Linked DNA regions of Ovis aries: region 1 is linked to region 2. Evidence: chromatin contacts called from public Hi-C data. All regions are on one chromosome and are shown on one strand. Each heading gives the region's core, a stretch centred on a gene start, on an enhancer-like site or on the middle of the called end of the contact. The rest is flanking DNA. Distances are from core to core; before and after follow the strand shown. Region 1 holds the start of ATP1B1 (ATPase Na+/K+ transporting subunit beta 1). Region 2 has its middle 17 kb from the start of TRNAC-ACA.

Region 1 (6,931 bases), core at 3,396-5,895, 110 kb after region 2:
CTTTTAAGTAGATGGAAAATACAGGCAAGGAATTTTAGTTTCTGAAGCCTAGGATGCACTGACTGGCACCAGATATTTTTCCAAGGTAAAGGCAAAGTTCCACCTCTTGCCCCACACTGGGGAAGTACAAAGCAACGGGTAAACTCTGAGAGCTGTAAGGGCAGTCTGGCAGTGCATGCCTCTGGACCTTCTTTTCTTACTGCCCACCACATCAGGAATATTTGTAAAAGCTATACACCTCTGTGGTCCTGCCAGAGCAAACAAACAGAACCACGTGCCCTGTGTCTTCTCTCTACTCTGGTCACGTCCACCATCCACATACCTAACAGCAACTCTGCAGAGGACAGGGGCGGTGGAAAGAAAGCAGGCAAGTCTCCTCACACCACATGCACACTTTCTGGACTGTTTCCCAAAACAGCATCACAGAAAGTAACTTTTGGAAGTCTGCCTGTCAGGGCCTGGTGACCAAGGGGACACTTAGGTAACTTGTCACTTCCACTGATGACAGGAATACCACTTTCCCAAATAGACCTTCCAAAAAAAAAAAAAAAAGTTCTTTTTTCATTATTTTCTTATTATGTCCTCAACCAGGATAAGAATTCAATTCCAGTGAAACAGCAAAGGGTCAGAATGACTTTAAATGAAAGGAATGGAGGGATATTCCTATATATCCCCATTCAGGGCCTCTGGCTTCTTGCAGAAACCAGAACCTTTCCACAGAATGTTTTTCTGTCCAATACGCAGGGTCCCTGGTGAGGCACAAAATGATGTACTGTGGACCTTTCAAGCCACTGTGATGGATGGGTAGGGTGCACAGTGTGGGGCCGGGTACACTGTGTGAGATGTTGGGCAGGCATCTGCCCATGTTCCTACCACGATGACCAGCCTGGAGACCTTGCCCAGCCCTCCTCTCTCCCAGTGCTTGGCCTCCACTGCGGAGTGGTGCATCCTGTCTGCTTCCCACTGCAAACAGACACTGCCATTGAGCCATTTTCCTCCACACTGCACACAGTTTCTGCTGCCAAGATGTCACCATGCAACACATCCCCTCACCCCCTCCACCATGCAACACATCCCCTCACCCCCTCCTCTCTGGGGCTGGCCGAACAGAACCTTGTTGTCCCTGAGCACGTGTGTGAACGTGGGATCAGCAGCCCAGCCCTTCCCTGTCCTCTGCGAGCGGACCGCAGCGTGTTTGCCCAAGGGGTTCAGAGAGCGGACAGCTTGGGGCGGTTCTGTTTTTCAGATCTGGATCAGCTCACGCTGCCTGCCAAGCTGCACCTTCTCTTTTGTGGGTAGGTAAACCTTCATGTGAGCCTCTCTGATCTTGAGCAAAGTAGCTGGCAGCCTGGGGTTAACCTGTTCCGCCTCTTGTCCCAGCCGGGCTTCTGACTGGTCATCATGCTGCTAGACAAGGCTGCCCTGTCCTTTTACCTTGGGGCCCCTTCTCTGCTGCAGGGTACATTCTGCTTCAATCTGCATCTCCTTGTTTCCTGAGTTAGATCCGTCATCCTCCTTGCTTGGACAGAGGTCCCTAACCTCCCTCCCCTCTTCGCTGCCATCCATGCTCTAGGTTTCCCCTCTCTCCACCCCACCACCCCTCACCCCCTCTACACACAGAGCTCCAGTCTTGGGCAGAACCAACCACAGTCCTCCATAGCCATTCCAATTCCCTAGCACGTGTAGAAAAACAGATGAAAACAGTGTCCTTTTGCCCTGAGCCTTTAACCTGGGCGGAAGAATTCTGTTCTCCTTCTTTCTGCACAGAAACACCAGACCTCCCTAGGCATGGACTGAACAGCTTCCATGGTGCACACCTCCTCCAGCCCTACCCAGAGCCACAAGCTCCATCTGCCAGAAGCGCCCCTCCCTCTAGAGAACCACTCACTCTCCGCTTTCAACCTGCTGCCACAGCACCCTTCTCTGAAGGGGCCTCAGTACGCAAGCCCAGCCCAGCACAGCCCAAAGGGACATGGTGTGCTCGAGTTATTCATTACTCAACTTAGAGGAGGTCACAGAGCAGGAAGCACTGGAAAGCAAGGGGAAAGGTGGCCTAGAGGGTGGAGAATTAGTCAGGGTGACCTTCTCAGGGAACTCAGAACCCTGGCAGGAGGGGCTGTCACAGTGGGAAGGTCCTAGCAGCAGCCTCAAGGTTAGACAAGGTCAAATGGAAACAGCTAATTATAATTAAGCTGGTTGCTCAATAGCTCTTGTTATGTACCAGGCAACTGCACTTAGGGCTTTCCCACATCTCCCATTTAATCCTTGCAACACTGTGTCACTCCAATTTTACAACTGAGAGAACTGGCCCTGGAGAGAACAAGGGACTTGCTCAAGGCCACACAGCTGAAGCTGGGTGAATGCGGGTCTGTCTTGCCCTTCACCAGGTTGCTCTTTCTGGTGATATGGTTCAGTCAGTTGCTCAGTTGTGTGCGACTCTTTGTGACCCCATGGACTGTAGCCCACCAGGCTCCTCTGTCCATGGAATTCTCCAGAAAAGAATACTGGAGTGGGTTGCCATTTCCTTCTCCAGGGGATCTTCCCAACCCAGGAATTGAACCCATGTCTCGTGCATTTTGGGCAGATTCTTTTCAGTCTGATCCAGCAGGGAAGTCCAACATAGTTAGATGAGTGAAACAATTCTAGACAGTCTAGAATGGAAGGTGAAGTTTGAATCTGATTCTCATCGAGATGAGATCATGCTTTCCAGTGGCAATACCAGGTTTGGGTAGAAACACAGAGGTTCCTATAAGCCAGGGGAGGTTGATTTAGAATGAGATGTTCTTGCCTGGAAAACCCCATGGATGGGGAGCCTAGTCGGCTGCCATCTATGGGGTTGCACAGAGTCGGACACGACTGAGTGCCTTCACTTTCACTTTTCACTTTCATGCACTGGAGCAGGAAATGGCAACCCACTCCAGTGTTACTGCCTGGAGAATCCCAGGGATGGGGGAGCCTGGTGGGCTGCTGTTATGGGGTCGCACAGGCGTGCTGCAATTCATGGGGTCACAAAGAGTCGGACACGATTGAGCAACTGAACTGAACTGAACTGAACTGAACAGAACAGAGTCAGACCCAACTGCAGCGACTTAGCAGCAGCAGCAGCAACTGCCGTGAAGGCATGACCCTCAAAGCTTGTCAGAACCTGGCAAAAGTTTACCTGCAAGGGAAGAAGAATGAACAAAGCTAGGGAGGTAAAGTTTGAGGGGAGTTTATCTTCCCCTAAAGATAGCAGGGAAGAAGTACCTAAAGGCCAGCAGAAAAAGCTCATCCTTGCCGGACACAGGATCAGGCCAATTGGCAATTGCCACAACTCTAGAGAGTAAGATAGAATACCTCTTTTTTAAGGAGAAAATGAGGGTTCTAATAAAAAACCTGGCAATGTGAGCCCTTCTCGGCATACTTTGTTGTACTACATATCTCTACTGGAGAAGAGAGAGAGAGGTAGAGTGAGGGAGGGAGGGGTGGGTAAAGGGAGTTTGCACAAAGGAGGGCGCTGCACTCTCTCACTCAAACCCCCATCCCTTCCCATTCCATCTTTCCCTCCATTCATCCTCTTTCACTGATTCTGCCCACAGGTTTTTCCTGGTCTTGCTCATAGCAGGTACTCCCTAAACGCATGCCCTTCCTAGTGACCTGTCCTGCTGGCGAGTCCGCCATGAGTTAACTTCTGCTGGGAGGGTACCGGGGCATCATCCCCACAAGGGCAGCTTCTTCCTGCAGTTCTACCACCAGCTTGGGGCTTTTCCAATACAAACACTGCAGGGGCAAAGCAGGGGGCAGCTTCCTTTCTCCGCAGAGCAGTTCTCAAAGTTGCCCTTGACCCAAGCCTACATGCAGCAGCCCCTCTGGGGCTGGGTGGATGGATGGCTGCTCCTGCATTTCAGGAATTTTCAGGTTTGCCCAGGTCATGTAGGTGGGCCTTGGGAAGGATTCGTGGGAAAGAGCTCGCACTACATCAATGCAAGCTTGTCCTTAGACTTACCAGGTTGACCTTGGCGACAAAAAGGTGACTCGGACAAGCATCCCCCTGTACGGCTTTCTAAATATGGGGATGGGAAAGCTCCTTTCCCAAGATGGACTAGGTTGCCCCCTGGGGATGGGGCTTCTCTGTCCTGACTGCAGAGGCTCCCCTGCTGATTTCTGCTGTGTCACTGTCTTGAGAAGGACATGTGAAACTGCTCAGGGGCTTAGCAGAAGGAGATGAAACCAAGAAGTCTGGCTTTTCACGTGAGGCACGGGGGATAAAGGAGGGGAAGGAATAATAGGTGCCAATGGTTGCCTTGCAACTTTTCGCCGTTTGAACTGGACTTCCCTGAGCCTTTTAGGCCTTCGGTATTTTATAGAAGAACAAAGTGGTCTTTTTGTGACCCCCTAAGGGGGCATAAAACCATGTCCGTGACAGTACCAGGCACCGATTCGGCGCCAAGGGGAGTCCTGGGTGGCTGGGTCACCTGCAGATTTTGTCGCCCAGGTCTAGACCGGTGTGAGCCGCCAGCCAGGCAGTACGACTGGTTTCCGAGGGAACGACCCACTGGGAGCTGACCGGTCGGCCTCCTACACCACCTCACCCCTTCCCAACCCCGGATCTGGGCTGCCGCCCTGGGTGGGTTTGGCAATTGTCCAGCTTGAGGTGGTTCAGGCCGCCCACAAGGAGCACAGTGAGGCAGTCAGGAGCCGGGGCGGCCGACTGGACTGGCCTGGAAGGAGAGGGACGGGCCGGAACTGCAACCGCAGCGGCGGGGAGCGCGGAGCCGGCGGCAGGTGCAGGAGCCGGGAGGCGGGGCGGAGCGGGGCAAGAGTCCCCGACTCTCAGGAGTCCGGGAATGGCCTTCCCCCACCCAGCCAGGGCCTAGGAGGGGTGGGACCGGCGGCGGACGGAGGCCGGGGACCCCGAGCGCCTGCCGGGCGCCGGGCGACGCAGGTGCAGAGCAGCTCAGTACGGAAAGGAGGGGTCTGTGCCCAGCCCGGATCGAGGAGGGGGCTGCGCGGGCTTGCGGGCGCGCCGTGTCCCCGCCCCGGCTCCAGCCCGCCCCTCGCGCCGCCGCCGCGCAGTTCCTTTGTGCCAGCCCCGCGCCCGCCCCTTCGGGCCGCAGGCCCCGCCCCTCGCGGTATATAGTAAAGGTAGGGCGTGCGCCCCAGCCAATTTCTCGACTCGTGGCAGACGGCAGTCGTTTGTCCGTCCTTCCTTCTGACTTTCTTCTGTCCCTGCCTGTTTCTGCAGAGGTCACAGGAGGTGGGGGCCGGACACGCGTCCCTGGTGGCTGCGGGAGCGGCATCTGCGGGCCCCGAACTGCCCCCCGCCCAAGGGCAAGAGGAGCGCGTGGCGGACCAAAGAGAGCCCGCGAGCGGCCGCGCGCCCACCAATAGGTGCGGGGCTCGGAGCCGCCCAGCGTGCGCGGTCCCTCCCTCCTCCCTCCGCCCCCGCCCCCGCCGCCGCCGCCTACCCCTCCTGCCGCTCCTGACTCTGCTTCTCCGCCGCGCGTCTGGCACTCAGAGAGCCGCAGCGCCAGCGGCGGGTGCAGCCAGCGGAGAGCCAGGCCGGGAACGCCGAGCGGCAGCCCGGGAGGACGCGAGGGCGCACGCCGCAGTCACCCATCTTCAGTCCCTGCGGCAGCTGCTGACCCGCCACCATGGCCCGCGGAAAAGCCAAGGAGGAGGGCAGCTGGAAGAAATTTATCTGGAACTCGGAGAAGAAGGAGTTTTTGGGCAGGACCGGTGGCAGCTGGTGTAAGTACGGGGTCCGCAGCTCTTGCCCCCCTAGCGCCTTGTGTTTCCGGGTAGGCGCATCCCTTGCGCAGGCTCTGCGGACCGCTCCGCGCGCTCCGCGCTGGCGAAGGCGCAGCGGGTTCGGGTGGTGAGCGCTGCTCTGATTGCGCCGGCCCGGGCTTGTCATCCCTGTGCGGAATGCGGAGTCCCCGGAATAGGCGCGGGCGGGGATGGGAGCTCGCTAGGTAGAGCGTTATGTGGATTGTGGCGGTCTCGGTCAGTTGTAGTCTATCTGAGCATCACTGGAGCCCTTCCGTCCTGGGAACGGTCCGGCGGTGGGAGAGTTGATCTGTCTCTCCCTTACAGTCGTGTCCCAAGTCCTTAAAAATGAAATTTGAGGCTCTGAGAGAACCACAGGAAGGAAATCGGATCGAATGCAGGAGAGTTTGTGTATTATAGCACCTTTCATCTAGTCTAAATATGTACTTCAGAAGGCGAGGGTGGGGGGCGGCGGAGACAGAATCCATACACTGCAGTGTTTCGTAGCGAGACCTAGAATCTCGCCACCGATGACCTACCCTGGAGTCATCACAACCCAGAAGCGGCCCTGGAAGCTCTGTGTCAGGACTCCGTTTCTGAGCCTTGGCCCGTAAACATGGCAAAGTCGGTTTGTTTTCAGGGTCTACAGAGAGAGGCAGAATCGGTGCCTGGGTGTAAGAAATAAGTCGCATAAAGGCAGAAACAGGTCATCTTACAAGATTTTGAGTAGCCTGTTGCTTGACTGGATAGATTTTTTTTTCCCGTTGCAAATTAGATACCTTACCTGTCTTCCACCTCTCTACACGGAAAGGGTGACTTTTTTTTTTGGTAAGGTCATTTTGAAGGGCAGAGTTGTAGGCAAATCTGAATATGAGTCGTGACTGCGGAAGAGAGGGAAGGAGGGAGGGAACTCCCCCCTCCTGCATCACTGCCCCTCCTTCTCTAATATCATCATCACCATCACCGACACCACTAGCACCGCCACTGCAACCACTGAGGGAGCCCTGGGTAGGTGCTGATGTGATTCTTCTGATTGGAAGGCTCTGTGAGCATCGGCAGGAGAATGAGTCAGGGAAATAGCGCTTGGCTGACATTTTGAAATGGAAGAACCTGGAACGTACGATTTTTGTAGAGGAAAAAAAAAGCAGCCTGTAATGGGTCTCTCTTGATTGAAAAGTAAAGG
Region 2 (7,145 bases), core at 2,667-5,166:
AGCCTCAGATGCTCATCAGATCACCAGGAAGATGGAACAGGTGTGCACAAGGGCACACTGCCCTGCCCTGCCCTGCCCTGCCCTGCCCTGAGGGATCCTTGGTCTACTTCCTCCTAGAATTTCCTGTGCCATAATTCTGCACCCTCCCCCACAACCCCATGCCCTACAACTATACATGTCCTCCTAGTCCAGTCTCGGTCTGTCTCTGGCCTCCCTGAGCTGTCATCTCTGATCAGAACTCTGCACTCTGTGACCTGGAGCTCCCTGGCCTCTAGCACCACTTTGGAAGTGGCTGGGTGGGGGCCCGGAGCAGCATGGGTAGAAGCAAGGAAAAGAGGAAAGAAAACACAGAAAGAAGAAAGAGACAAAAATAACACAGAAGAGCAGCAGACAGAAGGGAAGCAAAGAGGAAGAGGAAAATGCCTGGGCAGTGGAAAGAGGAAGACGACCGTGAGCTGAGGAGGCCTAGTGCCCTGCTGGGCGCTGAGGCTAGGACCAGAAGGCAAAGGTGGGATGGAGAAAGATGGTTGTCAAGAAGAGACAACTCCAAGTATCTGTTCTTATCCTGGCCTGCTGCTGCTGCTGCTAAGTCGCTTCAGTCGTGTCCGACTCTGTGTGACCCCATAGACGGCAGCCCACCAGGCTTCCCCATCCCTGGGATTCTCCAGGCAAGAACACTGGAGTGGGTTGCCATTTCCTTCTCCAATGCATGAAAGTGAAAAGTGAAACTGAAGCCACTCAGTCGTGTCCAACTCTTCGTGATCCCATGGATAACCTGGCCTAGTGGGTCTCAAATTTTTAGCATGAATAAAAATCACTTGGAATGTTTGTTAAACCATAGATTCCTATTCCAGAGCTCTGATTCCTTATACCTGGGTGGCATCCTGGAACTCTGTTTTGTTGGTTTTCTGTTTTAACAAGCGGCCTAGTGGCTTCTAACAAAGATGTTGGGAAATGCTGACCCTTTTTGTTAGGAGGGCACCTTGTGGCACAGCAGACTCGGACGCAGCTACCCTCAGATCTGACATTTTACATGTTTGGCTTTGGAACTCATCTGCCTTGGATAGTGCCTGCAAATGCTGGGCTCCAGCAGGGGCGGATTCTGCAGGGCTCTGTGAGGCCCGCAAATGCTCCCCAAGTGACAGGATTCCCATCTGTGCTGCGGAAGGTTAAGTGAGACAACCTTCAAGGACCCTTTCACCTGGAAAATGCTTCTGTTTTCCTGAAATGTGATGCCTATCTGGGTGTAGCTAGGAAAGGAAAGGAAGTGTTAGTCTCTCAAAAGGAAAGAATTAGTCACTCAGTCATGTCTGAGTCTGTGACCCCACGGACTGTAGCCTGCCAGGCTCCACATCTGTGGAATTCTCTAGGCAAGAATATTGCAGTGTGTTGCCATTTTCTCTTCCAGGGGATCTTCGTCATCCAGGGATCAGGCCTGAGTCTCCCATATTGCAGGTAGATTCCTTATCATCTAAGCCACCAGGGGTCTAGCTAGACGGTCTGTATTCAGAGACCAAAAACATGCACCCAATTCCTTCCTTCTCAGTCATACATGTTAGATGGTAGAGGTGTTTTGCCTGTTTAAAGACACATTTTAAGAACTAATTTTGTGCTTTATGACCTCCTTGAAAGTTGATGCTAAATGTTAGATTCTGTGTGTAATATTTTACCCACACCTTTCCATTTGAATATCTCTAATTCCTCACAAAAAATGTTATTTTTGCTTTAAAGTGTATATAAAATACAAAAGTCAAGATCAAGGTGTCAGGAGGTTCAGTTTCTTCTGAAGTCTCCCTCCTCAGCTTGCAGATGGCCACCTCTGGAAGGCCACCTTCACATGGCCTTTCCTCTGTGCTGCACCCCTGGTATTCTCCTGCAAGTCCATATCTCATTTCATAACAACATCAGTCAGACTGGATTATGTGGGTTCTTGCTAAGTCGCTTCAGTTGCATTCAACCCTTTTTGCAACCCTATGGGCTGTAGCCTGCCAGGCTCTGTTGTCCATGGGATTCTCCAAGCAAGAATACTGGAGTGGGTTGCCATACCCTCCTCTGGGGGAATCTTCCCAACCCAGGGATCAAACTTGGGTCTCTTATGTCTCCTGTACTGGCAGGTGGGTTCTTTACCAGTAGCACCACCAGGGAAGCCCCCAGACTAGATTAGGGCCCCCCAAAGGCCTTATGTTTATTTAATCACTTCTTTAAAAGTCCCATCTCCAAATAGAGTTGCATTCCAAATACTTCCAAATAAAGGGCTTCAGTGTATGAATTTTGAGGGGATAAAATTCAGCCCCAAACATTCTAATCACCTCAATCACAAAAGCTTAAAGTAGGTTGGACACCTGACCCAAAGGCAGACAACACATAGGTTAGCCAGCAGGCCATCAAGTGGCTTGATATGAAAACTCTGTCCAGTGACGAATAATGGTGATTACATAAAAAATCTTATTCCTTCTAGAGAACTTGGAGTGGGCAATATAAAAAAGAAGGTTGACACAGGAAGATGTGCTGAACTGTCGATGGTATAATATACATCCCCAGGCCTGGCCCTTCCATTTGTCCCATGCCCTGGTGCTCAGCACAGTGTTTGAGATAAACTCATTCAGTCTAGCTTTGGAATAAGATTGCTTCTCCCAACAACTTTCTTCTTCAGGCCTCATCTCCTGAGCGCCTCATTTCTTGCTTCTAGTTTAAAGAGCTCCCGCAGCTACCTTCAAAAATGGCTTTTATTTGCAGGCACTGAGAAGACCAAGAGTAACTGGAGAAACAATGCTTAATGTTCTCTAGTGAGATGAAAGCTCCAGTTGATATTCACGTTACTCTCGCTGTGGTACAACCTCAAACTTAGAGCAAAAACAAGATAAAATCATCTGATTATGCCCTCATATTCTATCAGGGATTCAGGAATTCAGAAGCAGGGAGCTTATCTCCATGCAGCAGTGTCTGGACTCTCAGCAGGGAAGACTCAAACAATCAGAATCTTCTGAAGATTCACTCACATGTCTTGCAGCTGATGCTGGCTGTTGGCTGGGACCTCAGCTGGGTTACTTGGCTGGAATAGCTATCCTGGCTTCTCCGTGTGGCTTCTTGGGCTTCATTGCAAAGTGCCTGGGCTTTAAGAATAAGATTCCAAGAGAACACGGCAGCACACTATATCACCACGTGTGATCTAGCCTCATTTCCTCTGTGGTCATAAGTCTGCCCAAATTCAAGGAAAGGGGACCTTGGGACTTCTCTGCAGGTCCAGTAGCTAGGACTCTGTGCTTCCCATGCAGGTGGCATGAGTTGAATCCCTGATCAGGTAACTAAGATCCCACATGCTGTACATCATGACCAAAAAAATAAAGGAACATAGACCCTGCCACAAGGGAAGAAATGTCAAGATCACATTGCAGGAAGACAAATATTGTTGCAGTCAGTGTTGGAAGATACAGTCCTCACAGCACATCTTCAGGCCACAGTGCTTCACATCCTTTCCACCTGCAAAATATGCTAAAACCCTCTCCCAAGACCACCATGTCCCAGCCCATCATGCCACTGGCTCAAGTCATTTCAGTCAGATCCAAGGGTGTATGAATTCCCCAGGTGCAGCAATTTAGGCTCTACTTCTCCAGTCTAAATACCAGAAAGTTCACTTGAGCCCCTACACAATCAATATACAATTGATTGGGGCACAATGTGGACACAACTGTTCAAAAAGGGAGAAAACAGGAGGCACACAGCAATTGCAGGTCTGTAAGCCGTCCTCAACACTGGCTGGGCACGGGAGGCCAGTTCTTGATGAGAGTTCAGCTCTGCTGCTTTGTTCTCTGGCACTTAGCTCTTCTCTCAGGTTCTTGGTTCTGCCCTGTGAGTCACCACGCCTTTGCTGTAAGAATGGCCTGAGTTGGCAGCTGAGTAGTTTTCTCAACCAGCTCCCTGCCTGTAGTGGTTGAGAGGTCCAAAGGTTGCCTTTCATTTCATTCTGTTTCTGTCACTTTCAATCCAAGCTGATACAATTCTTTTTAAAACTCGGTGAACTTTTGGGAATCAATTTACAACTTACTCCATTAAACAAAAAGCCACAGCCACAAATCCCTTGCAGATAGGCCTTTCTCGACCTTCAGCTCCCCATGAAGCTGCCATGGGGCAACACCCTTATGACTCTTTTAAGCGATGTTGTTAAACAGAGAAAAACGCGAGATTCTAAGACCTTCTCTGCAGTGAGGCTTCTTGGAAGAGGAGTGAGGTGGGGAAGTTGAGCCCACATTTTCATTCAAAGCCACAAACCACAAGAAGGGCTGGAAGTGGTACTCCTGTGGGCAGAAGGCAAAGTCAAACCCTCTTTGAAGGAAAGTTTCACCAAGTGAGACTATAGGACTCTCTTATCCTTACGCTCAAGTAGATTAATGAAGATGACCAAGCACACAAGAAGGCATGCCACTAGTGAGGAAAGATGTAGACGCCCATGAATTGCAATTGGAATGCTCATATGAAGAAAATAGTATTGTTATGAATAAAATAATCATGGAAATAATGGCTCCAATGACAGATGAGTACACAAGAATATACCAGCCATGAACAGTTTTGAACTATCACCCCACAAGTTGCCTATTTATTAAAAACAGGAAAAAATATCTCTAAATGGAGAAATGTGATGGATACCAGTTTTACAGCCTTGATAATGGAACTGCCTGACATCTTATGCCTCCTGATACAATTATTGAGAAAGATACAATCTTGCATATGCAGTACTCCGCCCCCTCCTCAAATTTCTGAATCTAAGCATGAGGAAAAAATAGGTAAATCCAAATTGAGGGATATTTTACAAAGCAACTGGCTTGAATTCTTCAAAATTATCAAGATGATAAGTTGAGAAGTTTTAAATCCAGAAACTGATCTAGATTAAAACAAACAAATAACCCAGGACAACTACTAGAATGAATGATTCTTGATTCTATCCTGGATTGAAAATATAATAAAAACATTTTTCTTCCAGTTTCATTAAGATAAAATTGACATACGGCACTGTATAAATTTAAGGTATACAGTATAATGATTTGACTTATATACACCATGAAATGATTATCACAATAATCATGGCCAACATTCATTATTTCACACAGATACAAAATTAAAGAAATAAATTTTTGGTGTGTATTGAAAACTCAGGATTTACACTCTTAACAAATTATAGCAGTAAGTTATATAATGAAATATAATGAAAGTTGTACATTGCATCCTTAGTACTTTTTTATCTTATAATTTGAAGTTTGTGCCTTTTGACTGCCTTCATCCAATTTCCCTTCCCTCCACACCTCACTTCTGACAACCACAAATATGATCTCTTTTGCTACGAGTTCATTTGCTTCTGAAACATAACTCACCTACAACACTACGTTAGTTCCTGTTACACAATATGATGAATTGGTATTTCTGTACATTTCAAAATGATCACTACAATAAGACTAGCTATGATATGTCACCATACAAAAATACTACATAGTTATTACTTATATTCCCCACACTGCACATTTCATAGCCATGACTCACTTATTTTGCAGTTGGAAGTTTGCGCTTCTTAAGCTTGCACCCCTTTTTCTTCCCTCCTCCGCACGGCCCTTCCCTCTGGCAGCCACCTGTTCTCTGTATCTAGAACTCTGTTTCTGTTTTGTTTTGTTATGTTTGTTCATTTGTTTTGTTTTTTTTTATATTCCATATATAAGTGAAATAATACAATATTTATCTTTCTCTGACTTATTTCCCTTAGCGTAATAACTCCTAGGTCCAACCATGTTGGCAAAAATGGCAAGACTGAGCTTTTTATGGCTGAGTAATATTCCATTGTGTGTATATATATATAGATATAGATATATCTGGGCTTCCCTGGTGGCTCAAATGGTAAAGAATTTGCTTGCAAAGCAGGAGAACTGGGTTCAGTCCCTGGGTTGGGAAGATCACCTGGAGGAGGGCAGGGCAACCGACTTCTGTATTCTTGCCTGGAGAATCCCCATGGACAGAGGAGCCTGGTGGGCCAGTACATGTGATCAGAAAAAGTCAGACACAACTGAGCGACTAAGCATGTGTCGATATATCCAGCACATCTTTACCCATTCTTCATCTGTTGATGGGTACTTAGGTTACTTCCATATCTTGGATATTGTGAATATAAGTGCAATGAACCATAGGGGTTCATGTATCTTTTCTAAATATTGAGACAACTGAGGACATTTCAATTTGGTTCATATATTAGATATTATGTTTTCAATATTAGGTTTCCTAAATGTGATACTTTCACTGTTGCTATATAGGAGAATCTCCTTGTTTTCAGAAGACATGTTAAGATATTTAGAATAATAGTAATTGAATTCTCTGTGAAAAACTTTTAAATGGCTTGCCAAAGGAAAAAAAAATATTATGTAGATATGCATATTTGTGGAAAGAAAAAAATAAAGTAAATGTGGCAAAATGTTAATTAGTAAATCTAGATAAAGGATAAATGGCCATTCATTGCACTATTCCTACAAATTTTCTGTAGGTTTGAATTTTTTTATTAAAGGGTTGAGGAAAATATTCACAACTATAAAAAATTAGTAACATGTACCATGTTAATTATTCACATCAACACTCCCCCAAATATGTTAGGGCATCCTTTCTGCAGGCTGAAGCAAAGCTTTTTACTATCCATTTTTGGCAAGGCTCAGCAGGATGAGGTAACTTTCCCAAGGTCACAAAGAAAAGTGTTAAATAAAGTGTCAAATAAGCATAAGCCAGAAAACCAAAGATTTGGACACCCTCGAAGTTCCAAAATTCTCCTACTCACGTGAAAATATCTCCTTCATCTCTGACTAAACAAGTAAATTCAAATAATAGATTCTTCTCCTTTCTTTATCATTAACTAATGTGTTCTCTGAAAGTCACTCAGTTGTGTCCGACTTTTTGTGACCCCATGGTCTGTACCTGCCGGGCTTTTCTGTCCATGGGATTCTCCAGGCAAGAATACTGGAATGGGTTGCCATTCCCTTCTCCAGTGGATCCTCCCCAACCCAGGAATCGAAACTGGGTCTCCTTTACTGCAGGCATATTCACACATTAAAAGATGAGTTCAGGAAGAGGATATATAAAAATGTATTAATTAAATGAAATGAGGTATGCTAAGATAATGG

Evidence for each region. Hi-C and Micro-C count contacts between places; a contact is called where the count stands out from the background.
Region 1: a contact with region 2 is called in a Hi-C map of mixed tissues, with 2.6 times the contacts expected there. The contact joins the promoter of ATP1B1 here to the enhancer-like site in region 2. A contact is called at or near these places in 2 of 16 Hi-C or Micro-C datasets (blood and mixed tissues).

What each region holds. Positions count from the first base shown.
Region 1 is chr12:36,030,598-36,037,528 of ARS-UI_Ramb_v3.0, forward strand. ATP1B1 (ATPase Na+/K+ transporting subunit beta 1) reads left to right here and starts at 4,646. Exons shown (of 7, transcript NM_001009796.1): 1 at 4,646-4,764; 2 at 5,225-5,730. The coding sequence starts at 5,634.
Region 2 is chr12:35,921,320-35,928,464 of ARS-UI_Ramb_v3.0, forward strand. No RefSeq gene overlaps it. Among named protein-coding and RNA genes, the nearest start is that of TRNAC-ACA, 17 kb to the right of the region's middle. Within about 2 kb of position 3,917, at least 10 of the 54 cell types and tissues checked have an H3K27ac peak or open chromatin away from gene starts, as enhancers often do.